5 separate regions of the Mus musculus genome follow, and regions 2, 3, 4 and 5 are each linked to region 1. A link is a contact called in public Hi-C, Micro-C and promoter capture Hi-C data. All regions are on one chromosome and are shown on one strand. The core of a region is the stretch at or near the end of the contact, and the rest is flanking DNA. Distances in the headings are between cores, read along the strand shown.

Region 1 (2,700 bases), core at 96-2,595:
GTGAGCACCACGATGCCCCACGGTCTTTGCTGTCTACTCTCTTTAACTCGCCTAAAAGCACGCAAGAAGTCTACACCCTCCTCGCAGTCTCATGCCTTCATCTCCTCTCAATTCAGGAGCTTTCACAAATGGCTAAACTAAACTGGCTGACCTTCCTCTGCCCCCAAGCAGGGCCACGGGAGGTCCCTGTTGCGCACATGCGACTGCCGCTCGCTACCACACGGGGGCGCGGTGGCAAGCCACATCCCCCTAATGCCACTCAGAGGCCAGTCCCCGGTTGGATGCTTGGCTTCCCGTCTTGTTCAGGCTGAGGTGGCCTCTCCAGACCGAAATCAAGCACAGCTCCTAAAGCTCTCCCCGTCACCTGCAGCTCACGGATCCCTGATATGTCCCTCCCGGGGGCTGGTCCTGTATACCCGGAAATGTAGGCACACGGTCCACACTTTTTTCCTGTTTTTCTGTCTTCAGACCCCTCCAGGACCTAACCAAGGTCTCGGAGTAGTCAGAAACCGACCTTCTCTCGAGGTCTTCAGAGCCCCCACTCCCCAATCCCGAGGCTCTTTATCTAGTCAAGGAGAGCGCACATCTGGCCCTCCCATCCACTGCAGGCCTATCTGAGCGTCCCCCACGGGAACTGAAACTCGGAAGTGAGGAGCACTTTGCGCTTCCACCGGGTGAGAAGGCGGAGCACAGCCCAGCACATTCCTATGGACCATCACCCATACTCAGGATTATGGTTTTCCCGGGCCCAGGAACTCCTGCATCCTGCTAGGATCTTGTCCTCCGCCTCCGGGCGGACGCTGGCACACAGCGGGCGCAAGGCTTGCACCGACCTGCAATGAAGGCGCAGCGCGAGGACATTTGGGATTGACTAACTTTGGGGCGCTAAGGTTTCAGGGAGATGTTTGAGAACAGTCAGCGCAAGACGGGGATTGGAGGGCTGGGAAAGGGTTTTCAGAAGGTTTGCACGAGAAAGGAAGAGGCCTGGCACTGCACGCGGAGAGACAGTTGGCGAGGCCAAAGGGGCGGAGCCAGCGGACGGGATTTGCGCCGCCGCCTGGGCAGCTTGCGCCCAGGAAGCGAGGTTGCCAGGACAACGCGTTCTGGGCGGGGCGACTTCGGGGTGGAGTCTGAGCTCAAGAGAGGGTAGAAGGGGCGTGGCCTCAAAGTCTGAGCCAAAAGCCAGGTTGTGATTGGTGAATACTTATCGCTCTGGGCGGGAACGGCGTGGCGGCTGGGGCTGGGCCTCAAAGAGGGCGTGGCCGTGCGGGGGCGGGTCCTGAGAGCTAGGGCTGGAGGCGGAGACGTGGTTGGCGGGTCCGCGTGCCCGGGGCGGGGTCGAGCCAGCGGGGGCGGAGCCGAGCGGCGGGGGCGGTGCTGGTGAGCGCGGGGCCTGGGGCCGAGGCGGCGCGCAGCGCTGACAGCTAGTCGGTCGCAGCCTCCGGCCCCCTCTGCACCGGCGCCGACCACGAGCCATGAGCCCCGGGCTGCTGCTGCTCGGCAGCGCCGTCCTGCTCGCCTTCGGCCTCTGCTGCACCTTCGTGCATCGCGCTCGCAGCCGCTATGAGCACATCCCCGGGCCGCCGCGGCCCAGGTGAGCGGGGGGTGGGGGCGGGGGCCTGGCTGGGGCTCTCGATCGCGGGGTCTGGGGACCGCGTCAGAGCCAGCGCCCAGGACGGGGGTCCAGCCTCGTCTTGTACGCACGGCCAGCCCGGAGACGCAGGCCCGGAGAGGGGCGCTAACTATTCTTAGTAACAAATTACTCACAGCCGCAGCAGCTGCTGGGCGCCCACCGCGCTTGGCTGGGCCGCACAAATGTGTCGGCAGCTACAGTCCTGTCAGGTAAGCGCTGCTGTTACCCCATCGTTCAGACCTGCAGACTGAGGCGCACGCGGGGAAGTCACCTGCCAAGGTCACACAGTTGGTAAGCCTAGATTTAAACCCAGGTTAGGCTGCTTTCGAAGTGGACGCTGCTAACTTTAGGACTTGGACAGGGCCAACCTGTCCAAATACTGAACACTGTACTCCCGTCACGTTTTTCTGTTTCTGTGTTTCTGTCCTGGGACATTCCATTTGTCCTCAGTATTTCCATTCCGTTTTTGGCCACTTTACCAATGGCTCCCATCAAAAGCTTACCTTTCTTTTCCTTTTCTTTCTTATTCCTTTTCTCACCCCCCCCCCTTTTTTTTTGGAGACAAGGTTTCTCTTCAAAACCCTGGATGTTCTGGAACTCACTATAGACCAGGCTGACCTCAAAACTCACAGAGAGATCTGCCTGTCTCTGCCTCCTGAGTGCTGGGATTAAAGGCCTGTGCCACTATACCTGGCAAGAGCTTTTTGAAGCTTAGAGTAGATGTGTAATGAAAGTGTCCCAAGGGCTTCCCATCACTTCAGAGTTGAAAAATCCCGTTTCACATGAACCATACCACACAGCTAGCAAGCTACTACTAAGTTCACAGGCAACTTAGTACCTGTCCCCTCTTGCCCCCTTTGCATACTACGGTTGCCCTAAGCCTGCCTGTCCCCTACATCTCTCCATTGGCTCTCCCCATTCACCTTCTCTGGCCTGTGAGTGGTATTTTCTTGTTCTCATATCAAACAGGCTGTCCCAATCCCTCTATGTGAAGCCTGCCCAGCCCCGGTAATTTTAAGGCTACCCCTGGAGTCACCTTTTTTCCCACCTGTTGATTGCCCCATGCT
Region 2 (2,700 bases), core at 92-2,591, 440 kb after region 1:
AACCAACCAAGTAGCCAAAAAAAAACAAACAAACAAAAAAATACAAAACAAAACAAAAAAAAACCAGCTCTGAGTTCAGAAAAGATCCCACCTCAAGAGAATAGAGAATTGATGAAGGAAGACACCCAATACCTCTGGTCCCTTGCATGCACACGGGCCATGCCCACCTGCATACATCTACAAACACACACACCCACAGTGACTTCTACTACCTGAAAAGGAAAACTGAGCTGTGAAAAGAGGTAGGGCCAGCTGCACGAAGAGCAGTGTTGCAAGAACAAAGCCACCACTCTGGAGCCCCACATTCTTCAAAGAAAATATGCACATATGTTATGTTGGCCACTTTTCTCAAAAACAGCTCACAGGATTTGGTCATTTGCAGAGATCCACAGTCACTTGGCTCCAATACCCGTGAGTCTGCACATGGGAAGGTCCAGTGTGACAGTACTGCGCGGGTGTGAGGTGGAGAAGCTGAAAGAGACTGACCAGAACCTTCTGGACCCACCAGTAGTTAAATAAGGACAAAGAGACTTAGTGTTTATTATAGCTTAGGCCTTTAGCCGGGCAGACTCTCAGCTAGCTCAGTCTAAATCAACCCAACTAATCTTGGCACTCCATCCCACCGCATGGCCCGTTCTTTACCTCTCCACACCTGTTTAAGCTCATCCACCTCCATGTCCTGCTGGCGAATCCTCTTTTCTGCCTTCTTCCAGAGACCCCCACTCTGCAGGGCCGTTCTGCCTTCCCCTTCCTGCCTGTATGTATGTATGTATGTATGTATGTATGTATGTGTATGTGTATATATGTAGGCTGTCGGATCTTTCCTGAGCCAATCAGCAAGGGAGGAAGGTGAACACTGGCAAAGCATGAGGCCAGTGACGGGCCGTAAGACTAACAATGCTGAGATCCACTAGTGCTCAGCTCCCTCCTAGTTTAGCAATCAACACTGGACAACCTTCACACAGTGAACCCTGAACATCTCCTGCTGTACTGCAAGACACAGCCTTCTCTCTTGACATCAGTGAACTGTATACAAGATGAACAATTAAGAGGACTATCAGGAATTATATCCACAATGGCCAGTCCACTCATATTTGGCAACCTTAGAGAAGGTACTCCAGTATTGATCCTATCTTGGTGAGTCCAAAGGTCTGTACATAAATCATTTTCTGTTACTATTTAAGCGCTTATATCCTTTAATTTTCATAACTTACTTGCATTTACCAACCCCCCAAAATTATTTTTAGATCCTAAGACATTTCTTAAGTTCTAAACACTGTAACTGTCTACACCTCAACCCCACCAGACCTGAGGATAAATATTACCTGACTAAACAAAGTGCAGAGCAGGCAGCTTCCAGAGCTACAGAAATTACAGAGACCGCTGGCTGCCTGGTCAGCTACCTCAAGTCTCTATATCCACGGGGCACCCAGTCTTCAGCCAGCAGACCTAGAATATCTGACCATGTCTTGGCAAAGCTGGGGAGTTGACTTTCTAGTGTTCTGCTTGTCAGAGCTTTGCATAGCCTGCTGTTAGCAGTTGAGGCAAGGGACAGTTTTTTGCCCAATGGCTAGCTTTGCCACACTTGAAGCAAACTTTGGGTGGAGGTCTTTTGATGGGGTGCTGCCGGGAGCTGGTGTGTCTCATGAAAATGCCATATTCTGTAAATCTCTGGAGTGTTTGAAGACCACCTATCTAAAGTATATCTGAAGAGAAAAACATTGCTTGCTTCTAGCTATTTATATGTTTACATTTTATGTTCAATATACAATAATTCATACTAATCTAAAATATTCGAGACGGTATTAGCCAGGGTTCTCTAGAGTCACAGAACTTACGGATCGTCTCTATATATTAAGAAAATTTATTGTGATAACTCAGTCGGTAGTTCAACTAACCCAACAATGGGCAGCTGTGGATGGGAAGTTCAAGAACCTAATAGCTGCTTGGAAGCTGCTTCCAACAGATGTGCTGGCAAGTAAGTGCAAGCAGGCAAGGAAGAGAGAATTTTCCTTCTTCCAATGTCCTTGTGTAGGTCTCCAGCAGAAGGTGTGGCCCAGATTAAAGGTGTGTGCCACCATGCCTGGATCTGGGACTTGTTTTGTCCCAGGCTGACCTTGAACTCAGATCTCCTTGCCTTAGTCTCCCGGGATTAAAGGCGTGTACTACCTTGCCTGGGCCTAAACTTTTCATAGCCACTATGCCTTGAGATCTCCATGCCAAGATCCAGGTCAGAACCTTGTGTCTTCCAGCCTCAAGATCTGGATCACAGGAGATCCCTCCAATTCTGGATTGTAGTTCACTCCAGATATAGTCAAGCTGACAACCAGGAATAGATATTACAGACTCTAAGTTGCTTTCTAGTCTAAAAGGAAATACAACAATCCACCTTTCTTATACCTTAAGCCCTATATCCCTCCACTTTTCCTTTCATTCCCTTTAATCCCTTACCACTAGATGCGAGAGAAAGGATAGAAGAGAAAAAAAAAGACCCCTGAATCTTTGTTTCCTCCCTGATTGTGACCAATAACAACTTGTAATTAACACCCCCAAATGACAACAAACATCTGTTACATCTGCTCGATCCGGTCAACCCTGCTCGCTCCAGTTGGCCTCGCTAGCTCCGGCCCAAAGATTTATTTATTATTATACATAAGTACACTGTAGCTGTCTTCAGATGCACCAGAGGAGGGCGTCAGA
Region 3 (2,700 bases), core at 172-2,671, 370 kb after region 1:
ATGCCTCTATCTAGGTTCCTGTTCTGCCCTCCAGGCACCACCTGCCTCCTGGTCGGGCCCAGGTCAGGGGTTAGAAAACATAAGCTTTGCATGAGACACCTCCTGCCCAGAGAAAAGCAACCAGGTGGTGTCCTCAATTCATAGAGGAGAAAACTTTTGAGGCCAAAGATGACTGAGGTATCCAGACATGGTGCAACATTCCTGTAACCCCTGGGCTCAGGAGGCTGAGTCAGAATTGCAAGGGTGAGGCCAGCATGGGCTCCAGGGTGAGACTCTGTCAAAGGAGAAAGAGAGTTTGGGGTGTTTTGCAGATATACGTGTGTATCTCTGGTGTCTCCAAGAGGCACGTCTTAGCACACATGGAGCAATGATCCTGTGAGATTTTAAAGGAGCTAAAGCATTGTGTGGCCAAGCACCATGGTAACACATGCATCTCACAGTCTGAAGTGATGCTGGTATGAGCTGATAGGTAAATGCACGCTATATAATCATGTGCCGTGAGTCACAGTGGCTGACGGGAATGCCAAGCTGAGCGGTTCTGTGATATGTGTGGTTCACATTGTCATTTTCCAGGGTGTTCCTTGTGTTACTAGCAATAAATCACTGAGGCTGTCATCAGTGCACCCCAGGGGTAGACACCTTGCCAAACATCACTAGTGATGTTTTAAACAAAATCTCAATCGTTTGATTTTACCAATAAAGACTCAGGAGCCAGATGCTGGGGTGAAAGATTGGTAGCTCAGAGGGGCAGAGAAAGCGCCCAGCTGACCCTCCTCCTCAGCTAACATCCTGTTCTCCTTCTCCACACATCTCCAAAACCCCTCAGACTCAATATCCCGCCTTTCTACTTCCTGTGCATCTCTCTATCTGTCCTCCCGACTTCCTCTAACTCTGTGGATTTTCCTCTCTGTTCACACTCTGCCAACTGGTTGCTTGCCCTACCTCTTGATCTATGGTTGAATCTATTTAATCCTGTCTCTGATTAACGGCGTGTGCCAGGGCTGAGCCACACCACAAGTAGAAACAGGTTTTTTTCAGTAAACAACACAATCTTGGGGTGATCCAATAAACTGTGACATAATCCCTTTGTGTCTAAATAAGGAGGAAAGATTTTAACTCTAATACAGTGAAACTATTTACAACAATGAAGCTTTTTCTGCCAAGTTTTCCACAATGCCCAGTTTAATTGTATCTGGCAGCCTTAAGATTCATTATTTTTTAGTTCAAAGTTCTATATAATGTTCATGTCTATCTCCTATGAACCCAGAGCAGTTAGAATGTTCTGAGCAGTTTGTAGTCCAAAGCTGAGCTTTGGGTGGTATTTGTCGCCTTAGTGGCAATCCTGACTAGGTAGAACACAGCAGACAACCCAGAGGTGTCCAGTGTTTGTACAGAACGTGGCAGCAGAAAGGGCATAGGGCAGTTTGCCGAGTGGATAGTGTCACCACAATCCGGGTGGATTCATCGTTGTAGGTCCCTGCCATCGACTCAGAGACCTCACAGGTTACTGTTAGGAGGGGTAGAAAACATAAACATTCTAAATCCATATTTTATAGATCTCAGAAAGGGTTGAGGGCCACAATCTGTTAAGTATATCCAAGGCACTTGGGCTTTGTTCCCAGTTGTTTCAGACTCAAACCTGAAAACACGTCCAGGAAGCTGGGGGAAGCTTATTTTCAGGATTAGTTGGTACTCTGGGTGATTACTGGTGTCTTTGCCAGAATCCAAATGTACATAATAATCTTATAGACTTTGAGATAATATTTATACCTTAAGAAAAGCTTTAGAGAAGTCAAATGAAAACCAAGAGATTATGAGATCAGTGGCAATAGAATATTCCCTGATTTTTTGTTTTCCTCTGTCCCACACCGGGCGGGCGGTTCTTCTGATAGGAGACTGAGAATCGGATTTTCCTTTAACAAGCACATATGGGCCTAGAGGAGGAGAGCCAAGCTCCAACCCCAAAGCCAGCTTTAATTTTTGATTGAATTGGGACCACATAAAGACCGTTTGTCATTTATGTCTGTAGAGGGCAGCAGAGAAGACCTGGAGGTGGGCCTGTTTACCCTTCCTTCGTCTTGGAACATTTTCTCTTGATATGTCCTCTTCCTTCAAATGTGTCACCTGTCCAGGGGTCTCCAGGTTCCTTAGTTGGATGCTTTTATTCTCTTGGAAAGACATAAACGAAATCCTGCCCCAAGCCTAACTCTGGGGGTTCCCTTTTTTGGCAGGTTATATATTTCCTAGAGGAAAATGTGGTTGGTTTTTTTTTTTTTTTTTGGTTTTTTTTTTGTTTTGTTTTTTTGTTTTTTTGCAACAAAACAGTATTATCTTTCAATTGAAATTTTTAAAAAATTTCTTTTTGGAAACTATACCTTAGTATGTGTGGATAAGTATGCCTACATTCCTATTTCTCTTTATATATAAATAGAAGAAAAGCCTGTTTCTATTTTCAGATCACAAAGGACATTCACTTCGAATTTCAGCCTGCCTTTCTTTCACAAGCAGCTTTTAAATTTAAATCACTGCAATTCTTATTATGTGCCTGCCTCTGCCTCTCTAAGTATTGGGATTAAAGATGTGTGCTTCCCAAGTGCTGGGATTAAAGGTGGCTATGAACTCCTTATAATAGTCACATTCACAGGGTTGAATGGGTTTTGTTCAGTTCTGCATTTCCAATTTGTTTGTTTGTTTGGTTGG
Region 4 (2,700 bases), core at 192-2,691, 330 kb before region 1:
TAAATAAAAAGCAACCGCGACCAAAAAAAAAAAAAAAACCCGCGGGGGAGAGACTCGCGCAGGCTGCGGCCGGGGCTTCCCAGAGCTCTGCAAGCCGACCTCGCCGGTGGCAGCGCGGGTACCCGGCTGGCTCTGGGAGAACTGTGTACCTGCGCGGCTCGCGCTGGCGTTTTCTTTTCTAAATGAACCCAGCTGGGGCGGTGGAAGCTGCTGAGAGTCTGCCCTGCTGCCTGACTTTGCAAGCCCCTCCACTTGCTTGAAATCCGGCGGATTTGCACCGCGACCTGCCTTGTTTATTTAGATGGGAAGATGAAAGATACAGAGATAGAAAGATGGATAAGAGGATGATAGGTATTTTCTCCCCTTCCTTTTTCTTTCTCTTCATTTTTACTGTTATAAGAGCATCCCTTTTTTTTCCCCACTCATGACTTTTTTGTTAACTCGTGGCGGGGATTTTTTTTTCACCAACCCAAAACCTCCCCCCCACACCTTTTTTTTTTTTTTGAGTTGGGGGGGGAAAGAAGACAAGACCGTCCCAGGAGACGGAGGTGGGGAAATGAGGAGGGGGTGCTCCAGCACAGCAAACAGCTGCGCAGCTGGATTCTTTTGCAAATAGCGAGAGGAGGGGAGGGGACGGCGGCTTCGGAATCCTAGCAGCGGCGCGGTCGGCGCCCAGCCTGGCGGGGCGCAGCGACCGGGAACCCGAAGCCCGCGGCCATCCCTTTCCCCTGCGGGTCCCTGGGTCCAGGGCGCTCTCGGGGCTCCGTCCGCCCGCTCCTCCGAGCGCGGACCCACGCGCTCGCCAACTTTTCCCGGCTCCCCCTCCCCCTCCACTCCTCGGCCCCCTCCCCCTCCTCTCCAAACCCCGCCACCAGCGCCGCCGCCGCCACACACGCCGCTTGGAGGGCCGAGCGTCCGGCCGGGCTCGGCGCGCACAGCCGCCTGCAAGCCCGCGCGCCCCCTCCCCGGCCCGGAGCCCGCGGCGGCTGCCCCCGGCTGCAGAGAAACTTTCCCAGAACCCCACGCTCGGCCGCTGCTCCCGGGTTGGTGTCCCCAGCCCCGGGCGCCCGGAGCCCCAGCCGCCGGCCCTTCGCGCGTGCGGCAGACACTTACGCGTGATGAGTTCCCTCTGGGACAAGTGCTGCGGGTTGCCCTGTTTGCGGCGGGACATTGCCCCGGCATCTATTCTGGCATCGCCCGGAAAGCTGCACAGATGCGGGCCGGGGAGGGGGTCTGAGCCGCCGCCGCCGCCGCGCCTCCTCCTCCGCCCGGGTTGGTGCCTCTGCCCTTCCTCTCTTCCTCTTCCTCCTCCTCTTCTTCTTCTTCGTCTTTATTTTGCTCTTTCTTCTGGGCTGTGTTTTTGTTTTTGTTTTTGCAAAAAGAAAGAAGAAAAAGCCAGGAAGATGGCTTGCTCTAAAATAGAGAAAAGGCTAAAATAAATTATAAAACTGCTGTTGCTCGCCGCTGGCTGGCCGGTTTCTTTAAAAATATATTCTTTTGGAGGAAAAATATCTCTCACACTTCTTCAAAGTGCTTGGCCTCTTAGACTTGTAAATGTCTTCTTGAAGTTACGCCGGGTTTTGCACCGGCCTCTGACACTTTTCTTTCGGGGTCTGGTAGGTGGAACGCGCACTTCCACCCAAGGGGAGGGGGGAGGAAAAAATGCAAACAAATTTCAAAAAAGCCAAAAAAAAAAAAAAGGCAAAGAAAACTTGGGGACTTGTCTCGTACCCCCTCACCCCGCCCCCTCAAAAACCCAAAAGCAATGAAAAGCTGCCTTGGTTCGGCTCTTTCTGGGTTTTCTGCGCGCTGCCTGCTTTTTTTCTTTCTCGGAGGCTGACCCCTCCGAGGCTCTGGGGGACTCCGGGAGCGGCTCCTTCCCGGGTCACCTGGCAGGCTGGCGCCGGCCGGAGGGGCTGCGGGTCCCCGCGTGCGCTCCCCAGCGCTGCCCGGCGCCGCGGGCCCAGGGGGAGCGGGGCTGCGGGGCGGCTCGCCCAGTGCGCCCGGGTCGGTGCGGGCGTGGACGGGAGCTATAGATTGCAACGTGAAGATGGCGGAGTCCGGGTTCTCCGGGAGCTCTCGGTCTCTCTGTGGCTGGGGCTGCCTCTGTACAATGGGATAAAATTCAAGTTCAAGTGCGGACGTGACGTTTAATCTGCTCTAGAGACAAAAAGACCCAGAGAGTCGGAGCACTGGGGGCGACTAGCGGTGGCTTTTTAACATTGTACCCTGTAAGAGAACAAGAAAGCACACACCGAGACACGCGCGCGCGCACTCACACACACTCGCCAGTGCGCACACCCGCAACCCAGGCCGGCCGGCCACACGTGCAAACTACTGTTTTTGTAAGCTGGTCTTATCACCGAGCACCGGTAGCGCAAAAGAGGGTGGGGGGGGATAAATAAAATAAAATCTTGTCCCCACTCACTCTTCCTCCCCCGGGAGCCGGACTCCCTGAGAAAGGGGGCGGAGTGCTGTGTGAGTAACTGAGGTACACTGAGTCCAAGCAAGTCCAAACCCACCCACTCGAGAAAGAGGGCTGGAAACCACGGGCTGGGGGAGACTGAGGCGACAGATAAAATTGTTTTCCTTCACTCTCTAGAAAAGTAGTTACAGTTGGTTTTACTTATTTGGAGAGGGGAGCATTTTGTAGAAACTTCCAAAAAAGTGTCTCCATATAAACCGTTGGGGGTTGGTCGT
Region 5 (2,700 bases), core at 125-2,624, 500 kb after region 1:
ACCAGGCTGGAGACAGGGCACATGACCACCCTGAGACAGGCTGGTTGAAGACAGATGGGTATCCCAGGCAGGGAGGGCCTACTTGAGCAAGTGCCCATGGGCTTGTGGGACAGTGGGGGTGCTCAAAGTCTCTATGCAAGCCTGGCCTCAGGGTGAATATATGCTCCCCAGATCAACTGTATATCCCAGGCTACAAATGGAGGTAACTCTGGCCCTGGGGAAACTGCAGTACAAGGGGGTCTTGGCCACGGCAGGAGTCCTGGCCATTGAAGATGCCCTCACCTGCCCTGTTACAGCTGGGGCTAGCATGGGGCTCTTTCTGGGTCTCTAATTCTCCACCTGCTTGTGGAAATCTCTGTGGCCTTCCCACAGCTTACAGAAGAAAGACTTGGTGACAGTCTGGTGGTTCTCAAGCACCTAGAGGGTACGTCACTGCTCAGGGAAGGCATTCTGCCAGACAGCAATGTTCTCCATCCAGGAAGAAGCAAGCACGGATTAAGCACCTAAGGCCAACTCCAGCCTATCACTGTTCCAGGAGAGACCTTTCCGGGTAGGGCTATGAAGGATGAAGACAGCAGGACAGGTGGATGAGGAGCCAGGTCTGGGCCTCAGAGCTGAACATATAACCAGCCAGACCACTACCACCTCAGTCGATTCACCTGGAATCCCAGCGGCTAAACCAGGCTCTATTTAATACTTAGTAAATAAACTAATCCTCTAGGCAAAAGGAAAGGCACTAAACGTTCAACAGGTCCGCACGGTAGTGTCATGGGCAGACCTAGCCTGCTCTCAGCTTCGAGCGCTCTTCAGTCAGGTTGACATGACCATTTATTTGACCACCCGGTGGACCGCCTCCTCCTCTCCTGAGCCCTCCAGCAGCTTAAAGCAATGCATGGGAAGTGCTGGGCGCCTGGGGTCGGGCCAGCCTTCTAGGAGGTCGCGCGGTGTCACCAGCCTCGCTCAGACAGCTGCGGGAAGGGATCAGTAGGCTGCGCGCCCGCATCCTTCTGTTCTGTCCCTGCCTCCGGCCAAGCCGCGGTGCTGCCAGGATCCCCAGACCTTGCACTCAGTGCGCACGGAAGGGTCAAGAAGACACCTGTCGCCGCGTACCAGCCAGAACGCCCGCCTGGCATGCCGGTCATCTCCTTACCTCCGGCGCATCCAGCCAGGAAGTCGAGCGCCATGGCCCGGCCCGGCGAGCCGGCTGTGTCTTACTACTCCTCGGGCCCGGCCCGCGGTTGGCCGTCGCGACTCCTGCTATCTGGCCTCCGGGCGCGCAGCCGGGTCGGGGAGGCGACTGGATGGCGACTCCTAGAAAAGCACTCCCCTGGCGTCCAGCTTGCCGGGCCTCACCTCGCACCGCTCGCACCGCCCCGTCGGCCTCAGCCCCCGCGGGGGCAGAGCGCAACCAATCGGTAAGCGAGGCACGGACACACCCCGTGCTCCGGGTGCCGCCGCCAAGTCTCATTGGCTGGGCGCGCCTGGAAGGTGTGGCCTCGGGCGCGGCGGGCGGGGGTGCCTCCCGGCTCAGTAGACAAAGACTGTGCTTCTCGGGCCCGCCCGCACGGCGCAAGGAAGGGGCAGTGCGGTGGGCACACTGCACACTGGAGCCCAGAACCTCCCAACCGCACGGTCCGAAGGGCGGCGCTCGATCTGCTTCAATCCTCGGACCCCTCACGGTATTTGGATGCGACTCTCCTGCTCAACCTCATCGTCCTTGCCTGTGTCAAGAGGACACAGTGGCGAGTGCACACGTGGAACGCCGCGACTCTCCCAAGGCCTACTTTGGTCTTGGACTCAGCTTGCTGGGAAAGTTCGAGAACGACCGCCCACTTGGAGGGGCCTCTGAGGCCCCGGATCTTCTTAAGCGAACGCGCAGGAGTACTGAGGACCCAGTGCACCCAGGCAGAGACAGGGACTTGAGTTTGAAGGACGTAGAAACGTTTTCAAACAGAAGGGGCCTGTGGATGGGGCCTGAGGATGGAAGGGTGCCGCCAAGCCCGACGTGTTCCTGGGAGCCGCCAGCAGGCCAGATCAGGGGCGCGGGCATCTGACTGCAGCTCTGGGCCTTGGGACAGGGTGAGCTAGGTGCAGGACAAGGAGCAAGCAGATATTCCAGGCTTGGAGAGCATTAAAGTTGAGGTGGGCTAAGAACCCGACGCGCCGCCCCCCACCCCCCCAGTTGCTGGTAATATCTACAACAGCAAGGAGTCTGGAAGCAAGTCCAAGTGATGGATACAGCCATCACTTACCGGGCCTCTGCTGGTCGTGACTTTCTTTTAAGCTGAGAGTGGAGTAACAGACTCCTGTGGTTACTCGAACTCTGCTCTTGCCTCTCCCCTCCCTAAACTGGGCGCGGAGTTGTGGGATGGCAGATCTGATGGAGGGGCAGCTCTGAGACCAGGGACCCCAGTGTTGTTTGAGAGGTGGTGTTTATCCTTGGAATTGAATGGACCCTTCGTGAAGCCGACACCCAAGTCCAGGCCTGCTGACCCCTAGTCCAGTGCTTGTGGTGGCTACTGGGCCCTGAACTAGGGGTCTGGAGACCTGGGTTTGATCTCCACAGGCTTTGAGTCATCTGGATGCCTTCTAAAGGCAGGTGGTAAGAGGAAGAAGGAAGTACACACTGGAACTGGGGTGATTGTAGGATCCCTCCTGAGGCCTTTGCCATTAACCCCAGCAATCCTCCTGCAGGGACAC

The links. Promoter capture Hi-C pulls out the DNA fragments that hold promoters and counts their contacts. Hi-C and Micro-C count contacts between places; a contact is called where the count stands out from the background.
Region 2: a contact with region 1 is called in a promoter capture Hi-C map of liver, with 4 times the contacts expected there. The contact joins the enhancer-like site here to the promoter of Cyp46a1 in region 1. A contact is called at or near these places in 1 of 39 promoter capture datasets (liver), 2 of 484 Hi-C or Micro-C datasets (CD8 T cells and embryonic stem cells) and 1 of 115 datasets of contacts at active chromatin or transcription factors (memory CD8 T cells).
Region 3: a promoter capture Hi-C map of liver shows a contact between it and region 1, with 7 times the contacts expected there. The contact joins the enhancer-like site here to the promoter of Cyp46a1 in region 1. A contact is called at or near these places in 4 of 39 promoter capture datasets (cranial neural crest, hippocampal neurons, liver and 1 more) and 1 of 115 datasets of contacts at active chromatin or transcription factors (pancreatic cancer cells).
Region 4: a Micro-C map of embryonic stem cells shows a contact between it and region 1, with 2.5 times the contacts expected there. The contact joins the promoter of Bcl11b here to the promoter of Cyp46a1 in region 1. A contact is called at or near these places in 2 of 484 Hi-C or Micro-C datasets (both in embryonic stem cells) and 1 of 115 datasets of contacts at active chromatin or transcription factors (embryonic stem cells).
Region 5: a contact with region 1 is called in a Hi-C map of memory CD8 T cells, with 7 times the contacts expected there. The contact joins the promoter of Slc25a29 here to the promoter of Cyp46a1 in region 1. A contact is called at or near these places in 1 of 39 promoter capture datasets (liver) and 1 of 484 Hi-C or Micro-C datasets (memory CD8 T cells).

What each region holds. Positions count from the first base shown.
Region 1 is chr12:108,332,971-108,335,670 of GRCm38.p6, forward strand. It overlaps Cyp46a1 (cytochrome P450, family 46, subfamily a, polypeptide 1), which reads left to right and starts at 1,346. Exons shown (of 15, transcript NM_010010.2): 1 at 1,346-1,594. The coding sequence starts at 1,476.
Region 2 is chr12:108,769,915-108,772,614 of GRCm38.p6, forward strand. It overlaps Gm40573 (a long non-coding RNA gene), which reads right to left. Exons shown (of 2, transcript XR_872979.2): 2 at 1,201-2,700. Among named protein-coding and RNA genes, the nearest start is that of Gm33682, 3.9 kb to the left of the region's middle. Within about 2 kb of position 1,342, at least 4 of the 459 cell types and tissues checked have an H3K27ac peak or open chromatin away from gene starts, as enhancers often do. A contact at or near this core is called in liver, where this site is marked.
Region 3 is chr12:108,704,295-108,706,994 of GRCm38.p6, forward strand. The region is part of intron 3 of Gm40572 (a long non-coding RNA gene); the gene reads right to left. Among named protein-coding and RNA genes, the nearest start is that of Degs2, 3.3 kb to the left of the region's middle. Within about 2 kb of position 1,422, at least 3 of the 459 cell types and tissues checked have an H3K27ac peak or open chromatin away from gene starts, as enhancers often do. A contact at or near this core is called in liver, where this site is marked.
Region 4 is chr12:108,001,973-108,004,672 of GRCm38.p6, forward strand. It overlaps Bcl11b (B cell leukemia/lymphoma 11B), which reads right to left and starts at 1,442. Exons shown (of 4, transcript NM_001079883.1): 1 at 1,114-1,442. The coding sequence starts at 1,171.
Region 5 is chr12:108,834,502-108,837,201 of GRCm38.p6, forward strand. It overlaps Slc25a29 (solute carrier family 25 (mitochondrial carrier, palmitoylcarnitine transporter), member 29), which reads right to left and starts at 1,375. Exons shown (of 4, transcript NM_181328.3): 1 at 1,151-1,375. The coding sequence starts at 1,184. Mir345 (microRNA 345) reads left to right here and starts at 2,472; the gene lies at 2,472-2,567.